3 separate regions of the Sus scrofa genome follow, and all the other regions are linked to region 2. The links are chromatin contacts, called in public HiChIP or PLAC-seq and promoter capture Hi-C maps. All regions are on one chromosome and are shown on one strand. Each heading gives the region's core, a stretch centred on a gene start, on an enhancer-like site or on the middle of the called end of the contact. The rest is flanking DNA. Distances are from core to core; before and after follow the strand shown.

Region 1 (3,726 bases), core at 25-2,524, 350 kb before region 2:
TGATGCTGGGCTTCGGATTAAAGTTCATCTGGGAGGCTCCCCCAACCTTGTTCATAAACAGTCATGTGGGCCAAACAAAGCTCCTGAGTCAGTATCTCAGTGAGAGTCTGCACCTCCCTGTCTGGAGACCTTCCCCATGGCTCCACAGGCTCCAAACTGGCCTGAGCTCAGCTGGGGAGCCTGACGAGGGAAGCACAAGCTTACACAGGGTCCTTCTTTCTCGAGACCAGTCAGCAGGTGGCCCTGGCCCGATGCCTCCGTCTCATCAATCACACTCTCCTCCTCTCCAGTGCCATCAGCCTGGGGAAAGCGGGGACGTGAGCAAGGGCAGGGGAGGCTGATGACAGGGAGTGGCTCTCTGCGCTCTAGGCAGGGGCGTGTGGGCCTGCTTTGCCCAGGGTGATTTCCCCTCTCCACTGACCACCCCGACACCCCTCACCTAAGCAAGGAGCAGAGGACGCTCATGGCACAACAGAGCTCAGCCCACTTATTCTAGAAATAGAGGAGGAGGGGTGCAGACACAGAGGAGTTCAGGGGCTTGTTTACACACAGGGCTGGCTAGTGGGAGAGCCTGGAGCAAAGGACCAGGAGCAGCCCTAAAATGAACCGCCTGCAAGCAGGCCCCAGAGACAAAGCAAGCACAAAGGAGTTCCCACTGGGGACACGGAGCCACCAGGGAAGGAAGCTGGACTGTCTCGCCAAGGTGCCCCTGTTTGCTTTTGAAGACCACTAGGTGTCCTGGGTCCTGCTGGCCTGTCTTGAGGGCACCTGAAGACTAGAGAAGAGAGCTGCTCTCAGCTTGCAAGAAAGAACGGGCTGATCACCCTACTAGCTCAGAGGGTCAGGCTCTCCCTTAACACCTGGCACTCAGGACAGGGGCCAAACAACAGCCCACAGTGCCCCGTGCTGGATCCCAGGGTAGCTGAAGAACAGGGGTTGAGGGAAACAGCCTTCGTGGCTTCTGGTTCTTGCATAAGCAGAAATGACAAGGAAACCAAGTTTACAGGAGGGATAACAGAGGATCCTGGCAGAAATGGTAATGTCTCAGTGTTCGTGGCACTGGGAAAATAGAGAGCATCATCTGTGAATGAGCAGAGCTTCGCCCAAGAGCTCACAGGAGTAACGAGCCCGGGCACTGCTGGCTACATGTCCACTTGCTACCTCTCCCCGATACCTCCTGCCCTTCCTAAAGGACACATAACTCCTGGCAGCTGCCTGTGGCCTACCAGGTTTTTACAGAGGCATAAAAGGTTCAGAGAGGGCAATGACCTGCGATGGGCGGGGCAGAGGAGGAGGAGGCAGGCACAGGCCAGAGTCATTAAGAGCTGCCTGTGGTTCCTGCTTCATGAGCAGCCCATAAGAAAGGAAGTTATGCACCACGTGGCTTTCAAAATTCACCTGCATGCAAAAAGAGGGCTTTTTCTAAAAAACCCAAAGATGATCCTGACACTGTACAGGTGGGCTACGGCGAGTGGACAACGGCAGGCCTGTGTGTATAAAGACTTCCTTTTACACATTAAGGAACGCTAGCTTCCCAGGGGAGGAGCTCTGTGTCTGACCACTCGAGATGAAAAATGTATCTAGGAGTTCCCGTCATGGCTCAGTGGTAATGGGAACGAACCTGACTAGCATATGAAGATGCTGGTTCAAGCCCTGACCCCATTAGTGGGTTAAGGATCCAGCGTTGCCGTGAGCTGTGGTATAGGTCGCAGATGAGGCTCGGATCATGCTTAGTTGTTCCTGTGGCGTAGGGCGGCAGCTATAGCTCTGATTTGACCGCTAGCCTAAGAACCTCCATGTGATGCAGGTGGGCCCTAAAAAGCAAAAAAAAAAAGAAAGAAAGAACAAAAGAAAAATGTATCTAAAAGGGGGTTGGGATCATTAGACCAATCAGTGCTCCCCGCTGCAGGCGGGCTGTGGGGTCAACATCACCGGCTCTACTGTTACAAGGAAGGGGTGGTGGGGGGTGACTCCCTGAAAGAAAATGTGTGTTCTTCTAAGAAGGGGACTGTTGGCGAATGGGTACTAAGCAAGCATTATCCATTATACTGATTTTTTTTTTTTCTGTTGCTGGTAATTTTTTTCTTTTTCTGTCTTTTTGTCTTTTAGGGGCCACACTCATGGCATATGGAGTTTCCAAGGCTAGGGGTCAAATCAGAACTGCAGCCTCTGGCCTACACCACAGCCACAGCAACCTTGGATCCTTAACCCACTGAAGGAGGCCAGGGATCAAACTCGTTTCCTCACGGATGCTAGTCGGGTTCGATAACTGCTGAGCCACAATGGGAACTCCGATCTAATTTTTTTAAAGTCACAATTATTAATGTATACTTTGCATACAATAAAATCAATCCCTTTTAAATGCAAAAATGCATGTGTCTGAGACAAGTCTCCCTGCTCCTTTATGTACTCTGCAGAATTCAGGAGAGAAGTTCCCAATCATGCCACATTTCTACTCACTCACAAATAAAGCTCCTCCGTTTTCCCAGGATGAAAGCCAGGGCTATTTGGAAGAGGCCTAGGCACAGTGTGTGCTAGAAAGGTTTTCCTCACTCAAGACATACTTGCAGGTGTGGATCGATCTCAAATATGGTCTCTCCCCTCCGCATGTCAGTTATCAGCCAGGGGCCGCCAGCGCTGTGGACAAGGAAAGGGGATAGGATGGTAACGGGGGCTGATGGGCTGGCTCTACAGCCTTCCCTGTTTGCTGCCCCCGGCCCCGAACGCGGGGGACAGTCAGGGAGAGTGATGGGGAAGCCCTGCCCAGTGTGAAAACCCAGAGCCCGCGCAGCAATGTAAGGGGGCACCCACACGTTGCTGGGGGAAGGAGGGGCTCCCAACCCCAGGCCCAGGAGCCAGGCCCCACCTCACGGCGCAGGGGTGCACTCACACGGGGACCGTCCTCAGCAGCTCCAGGATGCCCTGCCCGTTCCACTGCTGGGCTGCGTGGAGCTCCTCGGTGCAGACGCCAACGATCTGAGACCCAGGGACAAAGACGCTATTGTGTGTCAATGGTCATTCCTCCTGCCCGTCTCAGTCCGCCACCCAGGCTCTCTCAGTGTCACCCCAGGTTGGGTGTGCTCAGGGGCTGATGTGTCCAAAATGGGATGGTTCCTTTAGGAGGGAACAGCTGGCCTGCCTAGGATGGATGGGGCTGCAGCTGAGGCACCGAGGTCTGACCCTTGCCCTGCTGTGATGGCTCAGGTGTCTGGGTGACATAAAGCCTCGCCCTAGACTGCAGAAGGGAAATCAGGGCCCTGCCAACAGAAGATGGGTCCCCAGCCTGTGCCTCTGGCAGCAGGGGAGGTCCAAGGAGAGGCTCCTGGTCAGGCTAGGATCATGAGGATGGGAAGCAGGGGAGATTCTGAGATGCTTCAAGCTCGGAACGAAGGGCCCAGGCAGCTTGCAGAGAAGCTCCCTTCCTTATCAGGGGCTGAGCTTCTGAGTCAATCTCAAAGGAAACAACGGAACCATCACTCAGGTCCCACCGTGATTACGGGCCAGCCCGGCTGCAGCTGGGGGAGACACGTGTCCCTTCTGGGTAAGAGCAGGTCCAGCCCAAAGCTGCCTTCCTGCCGCAAGGCCCTGGGTCTGTAGCTAGATCTCAGGAGTTCACAGAAACATGCTCCCTGTTCCCCCTCTCAGCTACAGCCACCCTCTCCCACCCAAATGTCCCCTCCCCCTGCCTCCTTACCCCATCTCAGCAGGTTAAATCAGACCGTCTGA
Region 2 (3,945 bases), core at 1,398-3,897:
CCTGCCTTCTGGAACACAGGGAAGTGAAGTAGAAGTGTAACTCTGAGAACTTCAAGTTCAACTGGGATTGGTGCCCAGCTACTCATGAGGAGATGTGTCTAACAACGTGAGTTCTCAGGGTGCCAGTGATCATCACTGTCATCACTTAGAAGGTACTGTCTAAGCCACCACTAAAGAGAAGCTCAGGGGTTTCTCTGTGGCTCAGCAGGTTAAGGACCCAGTGGTGTCACTGCTGCAGCTTGGGTCGCTGCTGTGGTGAGAGTCTGATCCCTGGCCAGGGAACTTCCACATGCCACAGGCGCTGCCAAAAATTTAAAAACAAAACAAATAAAAAGAAGCTCAAGGAGTTCTTGCTGTGGCAAAACAGGATGGTTGGTGTCTCTGCAGGGCCAGGATTCAGGTTCGATCCTGGCCTGGTACAGTAGGTTAAAGGGATCCGGAGTTGCTGCAGTTTCAGTGTAGGTTACAACCGCAGCTCAGATCTGATCTCTGGCCCACATGCCATGAGCCAGCCAAAAAAGAAGAAAAGAGAAAAGAAAAAAGCAGCTCAAGTACAAGTCTTGAAGGAAGAACAAATTTTCTGATTTGGGATGGGGGCGGGGAAAGAACTATCCCTATCTAGAAAACAACTTTTTAGAAAAGGGAAACTCTTAGATGCCTGAGTTACTTTCAGCCCAGCTGAAAAGATGCTAAATTGACCACACTATCTACTCAAAGATTAGGTTACCTATTATGCAAATCATTATCAAACCAAAAGGGCTCAACAGGGTGTATCAACTCAGAAAGAAAGACAGACCCATCAAACCTGGATACTTTCTGAGATGACTATGTTATTTCACTAGCCACTTTCAATTACTTTTTTGTAAATTCTGCAACTTTGATCAGCAAGTTAAAATGCAAATAGTTTCTTGTACCATTTCCATCCAACTTATTCTAAATCAATAAATACAAACGATGCTATCCTCCTCTACCAACACACACACACACACAATTTCCGGAGAGCAGAGTTTAGTCACTCCAGAACCTAGACAGCTTTCCTTTCTGACACAATAAGGTTTTGACCTTCCTTGTTACTACCTCATCACGCAAAAAGTTCTGACTGCCAGGACTAGAACCAAGGCCATAAGTCAGGATCATATACTAAAACTAATCCTAGGTACAGGTAACACTTATTGAGTGTCTACTACATGCTGAAAAGGCATTTGGTTGATATTGCTTTATCCCTATTGCTCTAGCTAAGCCAGTGCACATATAAGCTACTGCTTTTAAGAAGTGCACAAACTGAGCAGAACAATCCCCAAAGAGACCTTTCTCTCAGTATCCTCCACAGGGCCCAGGAGTCCCCTGTGTGTGCAAATTTCTACATTGTGTTTTAAAAAACACTATCTACATCATTCCTCATTTCTAAAGGCATTCTTTACTCGTGAAGGACTTTTATAGCTTTATAATACAGCTGTTTATCAAAGGTCACTGCAGTGCCATAAACTACACTTTGGGGTTATGTCCCATCATTCATTCTGCTGCCCTAACCCTACCGCTTTTAAACTGACTGAACACCTCTCATGACTTTTTTATCCACTAAATAGGCCAATAGTACCAACTTCACAGGCACTCAAATTCAAGTCTTGAAGTTCCTCTCTGCTCTCATCCAGATATGTCATAATAGAGTGGCTTTCTTGAGACTGAACTTCATCTCCTTAGGCCAACTGAAGAGAAGACCTGGGGGTGGGGGTTGGAGGGAATGTCAACCAAAAACATACACTAGAAATGAACATCTGTAAAAGATTGTGTAAACGAAGAAACAAGCTCAGAAAACAAGGCCAGTGTTTACATACAAACCACATAAAAGGAAAGCCTTCTCTTAGCCCAGGTTCCAAAGAGGCTGGCCTCAATCCTGGTCTAGGTTGCATTAGTTCATCATCATTAACGATGCAGTTCAGCTGTATTAATGAGACACTCACACAGAGGTGGATGCTGTACAGAATCTGGAAAGACTCCCATATCTAAAGTCTAAAAAGCAACCCTGAAAAGAAGATACAGTACTCTCAAGGTTTCCTTTCAGGTTCTGGGGACTCGGCCCTTTAGGATGTAGAAAGCTCCGGAAGCGAGAAGCTGACGACTAGGTTAAATCTAGGAACACAGGAAGAAGGATTCCGGCATCCGAAGGAGATCGAAAGCCAGAGTCGAAGTCGTCCCTCCGGCGGCAGGGGCCTGACCTTTGCCCCCCTGCACCTCTCCCAGTTCCCTCCCATAACATTCTCTCCCTCTTCTCGATTCTGCCCCGGCTCATTCAATTTAAGGGCCCTCCTCCCCTATTCCCTCTCGCGATGTCAGAGCGGCCTTCACGACTCTGGAACTCTTAAGAGACTTCGCTGACCTGTCAGCGGATCCAAAATGGCGGGGCCTAGTCCCAGGACCGGCAGCCGCTGCTCATGTCCAGCCCAGGCCCCGAAGGCGTCTCCCAGCTGCTCTACCGGCTCTGGTGGCAGATGCGAGCAGGGAAGGTGCTCGTTTCCTGGGAGTTGACGCTGAAATCAAGAGCCGCACAGTTGGTCGGGAAGAGTCGACCGGAACGGGCGGTGGAGCCGGCTGCCTTCCCTGTCAGCTCACTGACGTGGTAACTAGCCTCAGTCTAGCCCGCTGCCTGGTAACTGCGCGAGCCTGCCGCGCACAGCCAATCATAGCTTTGCACTGTGAAAAGTGGCATTCCAGCTATCCAATTGAAGAAAGGAAATTGGCTTTTGGAGGCGGGTAGTGCCCGAAGAGGCTAGATTACAAGGGAAAGAAAAGGGTAGGCAGGGGACAACCAACGGATATGAGGACTCTCTGAGTGACAGTTATGAAAGCCAATAAAAAAGGAGAATTTGTGCTGGGCAGTTGGAGAGGCGGAGTTGGGTAGAGTTTGGTTGCAGTGCGTGGCTTGACAGTGGCTGCTGGGCATTATGGGGAAGAAAGCTATGATTTGCTGGAAAGGGGGCGGGGTCCGTTTTGAGAGCCTGAGTGGACGGCCTTACTCCCCCCCATCCCGATGCCCGCTGCCACTCCTTATTAAAGTCACCTGGGCCAATACCGTGACCCTTGAGGGATCATTTCCTTTCGAGGCATCGCTGGGCTCCCTCCAGGATGGAGGAGCAATCTATTCCAAACTCCCTTCCCCCACCGTCCCGTCCGCTTGCCCTGTTTGGCTTCTCATAGATGAGTCCGTCCCATCTCAACTTTGTTTCTATGACTTGCGCCGATGGAGACAATGGGAGGTGACAGAAACCTTGGGTATCTAATTCAGGTCCTTTCATTTTGCAGAGCAGGAAACTGATTCCCAGAATGGAAAGAGAGCCCCCACGTTTTTTTATAGCTAGTTAATTACAGAGCAGAGAGACAAACCCAGGTGTCCTCACTCCACTCCAGCTCTCTTTTTCACTGCCCTTCGATATTTCTTATGCTTTAGTCTATCAGACTGTGACTCCCAGCTCTGACCCTCATCCTAAGCCTCAGACACCCTTTACCTACCTGGAAAAAAAGCTAACCACACGGGTTAGTCCTCATCACCAGGGACAGGAAACTGAAACCTTTACTGTTTGCCTTAGAAATGCTAAGAGGCCTGAGGGCAAGATGCTAGCCCACAGTATTCACTCTCCTGCCCCCAGCTGCTTCTCCCCTGGCAAGAGAAGATACAGGGTACCAAGTTATTTAGAATTACCTAGAAGTAAGAGTGTGTAGAAAGAGGACAGAAAGATGACTTTCTCCTTGCAGATTGAATGGTGGAATTCCTAGCCTGTCTGCTGGAATAAAGCCCAGGTGTTCCTGCAGATCTGAAGAGACTGCTGGGACACAGTAAAAGAAGATACCAACTCTCCCCTCATTTTCTCCCATTTATGGATGACCCAAGTCCAGGGAAACTCCATTCCTAACCCCATAGGAATGTGGTCTCAAAACCAGACAGCCAAA
Region 3 (4,309 bases), core at 1,081-3,580, 390 kb before region 2:
AGGGCTGGGCTGGGAGAAAAGGGCTCAGGGTGATGAAGACATACTTTAAGGTTTGTTCATGCAGACGGGTGCAAAACACACAAGCACACAGAGGACAGATATTCTCACACAGAGAGTGGACTATGGGGAATAATCCAAATAGTTGAGATGCTGTCCCACGATGCCATTGGCTGGCCAGGCCTTGGCCAGATAGATACCAGGAGTTCTGCTCTCCCTCCGGAAGCTCCCCTCCACCTCCCCCCCCCCCAGTGTGTTTCCAATAGGGCTTGAAACTAACATGGCTGCTTTTGTTTACTTCCTCATTGGTATGCCAGCATCATGGATCATGTCAGCCACAGCAGCGGCACCAGGACACTCATTACATAAACAGCAGCTGGAGAAGCAGGACCTGGGTCACTGCCTTTGGTGACTTCCCGTAGGGCCTACGGAAACAACGCCGGGAGGGGGAGGGAGCTGCGGGCAAAACAGAAAAGCAGCACCCAAACTCTACCCCTGACAACCCCACACCTCAATTTTATACGTGACTCACAAGAGGGACCCTATGAGCACAGGTGCAGGAATCCATGAAGGAGGGACTGGGGACCCTTCTTGCCTCCGAACTTACAGAGTAGTAGAGTTTGGAAGGGGGCCCTCTGGCCTGATGTCACAAGAGTCAGCCTATCGGGATGGGTGGTCCCCAGGCAGTAGGGAGTGTGTGTGTGTATGTGTGCAGGGTACTTGCCCGGATCTCATTCCTTCGGATCTCCACGTCGCACACCGAATGTCCCTGATGCGCACCGCTGTAGTAGCAGCAGTACTGGCACACCGCCACCTGCTCGGCCTCGCAGTGGTAAAGGCGGTAGGCGTTGTGTTGCGGGCAGCTCCAGGCCCGCACGTCGTCCGCCTCCACCAGGAGGTGCCCGCGGGCGGTAGAGGGCTGCTGCAGGTGCGTCTGCACGTGGGACTGGCAGCAGGGCGCCTCGCAGCGCAGGCAGACCTTCTGCGCGGGCAGCGGGGGGCCGCGGCGGCAGAACACGCAGTGCAGCGCCGCGGGCGGCTTCTCCACGTGCAGGGCGTTGAACTTCTCCACGATGTTAGTGAGCTTCAGGTTCTTCTCCAGGCCGGGCTTCTGGTTGTAAGCCTGGTTGCACTCGGGGCAGCGCACCAGGCCGCTGTCCTTGGCCCACGCCTCGCCAATGCAGCCCCGACAGAAGTTGTGTTTGCACGGCAATTGCACCGGCTCCACGAAGACATGCAGGCAGATGGGGCAAATGAGCTCCTCCTCGAAGCAGTTCTTCCAATTCTCCGCCATGGCGGCTGCGGGCAGCTCTCCCCAACTACCCAACCCTGGAGGTCCTTCCAGTGCAGCTCTAGGCCCACCGAGCCCCGAGCTCCAGCCCCAGGCGGCCCCGACAGTCGCTCAGTCACCAGCGCCTTCCGCGCGCCCGCCCCCCAGAGGAAGGAGCCTCGGTCCTCAAGCCGCGCGCGCAGCCGGCTGCGTCTCCTCCTCCTCCCGAGCGCCTAGCGGGAGGCAGCGGACTGCGCCAGGGCCGCGGCCGGGGCACCAGCCCTGGAGGGGAGCGCCGGGGTCCAAATTCCATATAAGAGGCCGCCTCCGGGTCGGTACGGCTAGGGCAGCGGCGGCCCGCGGCCTGCGCTCGGCCCCACGGCTGACATTGGGGCGCGCCCCAAGGCGGACAGAGCCCGGGAGCCGCACACTTTCTCCAGCGACGGGGGCGGCGGCGGCAATGGTGGCTCCCTCCTGGCTCGCCGGCGCCGCGCCTCCCTCGCCTCGACCGGGGTCCGAGAGGCCGGGGAAGCGAGTGCGGCCGCGCGGAGAACTGCTAGATCCGGACTGGGCGGGCAAAGCGAGCGGGTCCCCGGGTCGCAGCGCGGGCGCCCCTGGGCCGGCCGTCCGTCTGCGGGTGCAGGCTGCGGGGCGCAGGCGGGCCGACTCCGGGGCGCTGCGTGCGCGCAGGGGCAGTCATTCAGATGAAATTCCAGTCCCCGGCCAGAGACACCAGCCCGCCTCTGCCTTCCTCCTCCCTTCACAAATAGAAACGGAAGGGGGAGGGAGAGAAGTGGAAAAAAAAAAAAAAAAAAAAAAAAAGCCAACCAGAAAGGGAGGGAGGAGAAGCCCCGGCTGTGCTCCGGACTGACCCCCTCGTCGCTACTTCTGCGCTCCCCCGAGGCCCGGCGCCGGGCGCCCCCGCCGCGGAGAGACCCCGCTCTCGGTCTCCGCGCTGGGCGGGCGCCCCGGCTCTGCCGAGGAAAACAAGGATTGATCAAACTAGAAAGGAATTTTTCTCAACTGCTAATGAACAGGAGGCTCAGCTCCCGGCCCTCCCCTCCCCCCCGCCCGGCCCTCCCCCTTCGCCACCTCGGCCCCCCTCCCCCCACTTTCTTTTCTTCTCGGCCTCTGCTCCGGCCTGGAAGGCTCCGGGCTGCGGTCGGAGCCAGCCTGCTGCGGCGGGGCCGGGCCGAGCCAGCCGGGCCGGGCTACCTCCCTCAGCGCCCAGCCATCTTGGGCTCCCGGCGGCCGCCGCGGTGGCGGCCAGAGGTCCGAGCGCGCTTGCTGGAGGGTCCTGCAGCGTTCTTTCTATCTCTCGCTCTCTTTTTTTCGGTGGGATTTTTTTTTTTTTTTTTAAGCGGAGGGGCTGGCAGCTCCCTCAAATTAGGAGAGAGGGGAGAAAATGCCAAGTCCCGATTTCTCTCCACCTCTGCTCCACCCACCCCGGTTCTTTCCAAAAAATATAAAAAGATTAGAATTGGAAGAAGTCGGCAGAAAGGCAAGCGCCCGCGGCCCCCAGCTGCTGCCCAGGCGACGCGTCCGGGGCGGGCCCGCGCCGGTCGCTCCGTCGGTGGGTCGTTTGTCCTCCCGCTGCTTCTCAGCTGGGGGCAGGGCACTCCGGGCAGGGTCTCCGCAGCGGCTGTCGACTCAGAGCTTTATCCTCAGATCAAAAAAAAAAAAAAAAAAAAAAAAAAAGGGAAAAAAAACCCCAACATTCTCATCACAGCCACCTTCAGCCATCTTGCGCGTATTATTATTATTTCAGGACTAATCTGTTTAATAAAAATAGCTGCGTCTCTAGCCCCTTCCCCCGCATCCTGGGCTCCCTGCCCCCTTTTAATAATAATCTCGATAATAAAAATGATCTGCGGGCCAGGCAGTCCACAGCTGCCTTTTCCTGCCTCGGCTCGCTCGGGCTTGGGCTCTCCTTCTCCCAGGAAGGGGACGGGGGGGGTGGGGTTCGCCGCTGGGGCTGGGGAGGGGGGAGCTGTGCGTCCCTGCTGCCCGCCAGTCGGCCCTCTCCGCCTTAGACGCGAGGGAAGGGCGCCCTCGCCGCTATCTCGCTGTTGCGAGGAGGGCAAGCGGGGGAGGGGCCCCGACTCGCTGGACTGGCTGGAGGGGTGCACAGAGGTCCCCGATCTTCCCTCCACGGCCCAGCCTCGGAGCATGAGCCCGGAGATGGGGAGGATACAATGGGCTCGCAGCAAAGTGCTGCTGGCAGGGTGGGGACGCGAGCGGGCAGGGGGTTACGGTGAGCCGGACTCCCGAGCTAGGGCGGAAAGAGGAGGGTGGTGTCCCTACATCAAGGCCGGTCCCGCTACTCTGCAAGGGGGGGACGGGGTGGGGGAGGGCTGGGAGGGGAGCCGAGGAGAAAGCAGCAACGCAACGCCGGCGCCTGTAATCAGCACCCGCTGGTTCTGCCCACCCGGCAAAGGAGAAATAAGCCGACACGAGAGGCGGGAGGAGGAGGAGGCGGGGCATACTGTCCGGAAGTGCTGTTACAGCTGCTGAGACGCTCGGCTCCTCCCCTTTTCCCTGTCTGGAGTTGGGGGCTGTTCCGGAGGCTGTTCCCGCTATTGGTCCCCAAGCTGAGGCTCCGCCTCTTTAAGGCGGAGCAAACACTAGAGCCTCACGTGACTCGCACTAACTTCGGTACATTAAACATTGGGGTTGGGGGATGAGTTTCCTCGCTTCTTAAAAGGGAGATGATAATGCTACGAGGTGGGACCACTTCTTCCTGGGCCTCCTCACTCATTGCGCTTTTTACCTGAGAGGGAAAGGAGGGTTTGTCGGTCGACTCGTCTGTCTGATGGAACTGAGCCGTGAATTGCAAAGGTTCACTGTGCAGCAATTTCCCCAGTGTCCTCAATACTTTCCCCAACATTTCTGACCCTTAAAACTACCAAGCAAGTTCCTGTTGTGGCTCAGCGGGTTAAGAACACGATTGGTATCCATGAGGACGCGGGTTCAATCCCTGGTTTTGCTTAGTGAGTTAAGGATCTGGTGTTGCTGTGAGCTGGGGTGTAGGTCGCAGATGCT

What was found. Promoter capture Hi-C pulls out the DNA fragments that hold promoters and counts their contacts. HiChIP or PLAC-seq counts read pairs in DNA pulled down with a chosen protein or histone mark.
Region 1: a promoter capture Hi-C map of fetal liver shows a contact between it and region 2, with 2.0 times the contacts expected there. The contact joins the enhancer-like site here to the promoter of GBF1 in region 2. A contact is called at or near these places in 2 of 5 promoter capture datasets (fetal liver and liver), 7 of 47 Hi-C or Micro-C datasets (blood, heart right ventricle, omental adipose tissue and 3 more) and 1 of 2 datasets of contacts at active chromatin or transcription factors (alveolar macrophages).
Region 3: an H3K27ac HiChIP or PLAC-seq map of alveolar macrophages shows a contact between it and region 2. The contact joins the promoter of TRIM8 here to the promoter of GBF1 in region 2. A contact is called at or near these places in 1 of 47 Hi-C or Micro-C datasets (liver) and 2 of 2 datasets of contacts at active chromatin or transcription factors (alveolar macrophages and skeletal muscle).

Annotation. Positions count from the first base shown.
Region 1 is chr14:113,588,424-113,592,149 of Sscrofa11.1, reverse strand. It overlaps SUFU (suppressor of fused homolog), which reads right to left. Exons shown (of 14, transcript XM_021072750.1): 7 at 2,891-2,976; 8 at 2,565-2,637. Among named protein-coding and RNA genes, the nearest start is that of TRIM8, 47 kb to the left of the region's middle. Within about 2 kb of position 1,274, at least 15 of the 83 cell types and tissues checked have an H3K27ac peak or open chromatin away from gene starts, as enhancers often do. A contact at or near this core is called in fetal liver, omental adipose tissue and retroperitoneal adipose tissue, where this site is marked.
Region 2 is chr14:113,244,188-113,248,132 of Sscrofa11.1, reverse strand. GBF1 (Golgi-specific brefeldin A-resistance guanine nucleotide exchange factor 1) reads right to left here and starts at 2,647. Exons shown (of 42, transcript XM_003483549.4): 1 at 2,378-2,647.
Region 3 is chr14:113,635,458-113,639,766 of Sscrofa11.1, reverse strand. TRIM8 (probable E3 ubiquitin-protein ligase TRIM8) reads right to left here and starts at 2,330. Exons shown (of 6, transcript XM_001928904.7): 1 at 722-2,330. The coding sequence starts at 1,291.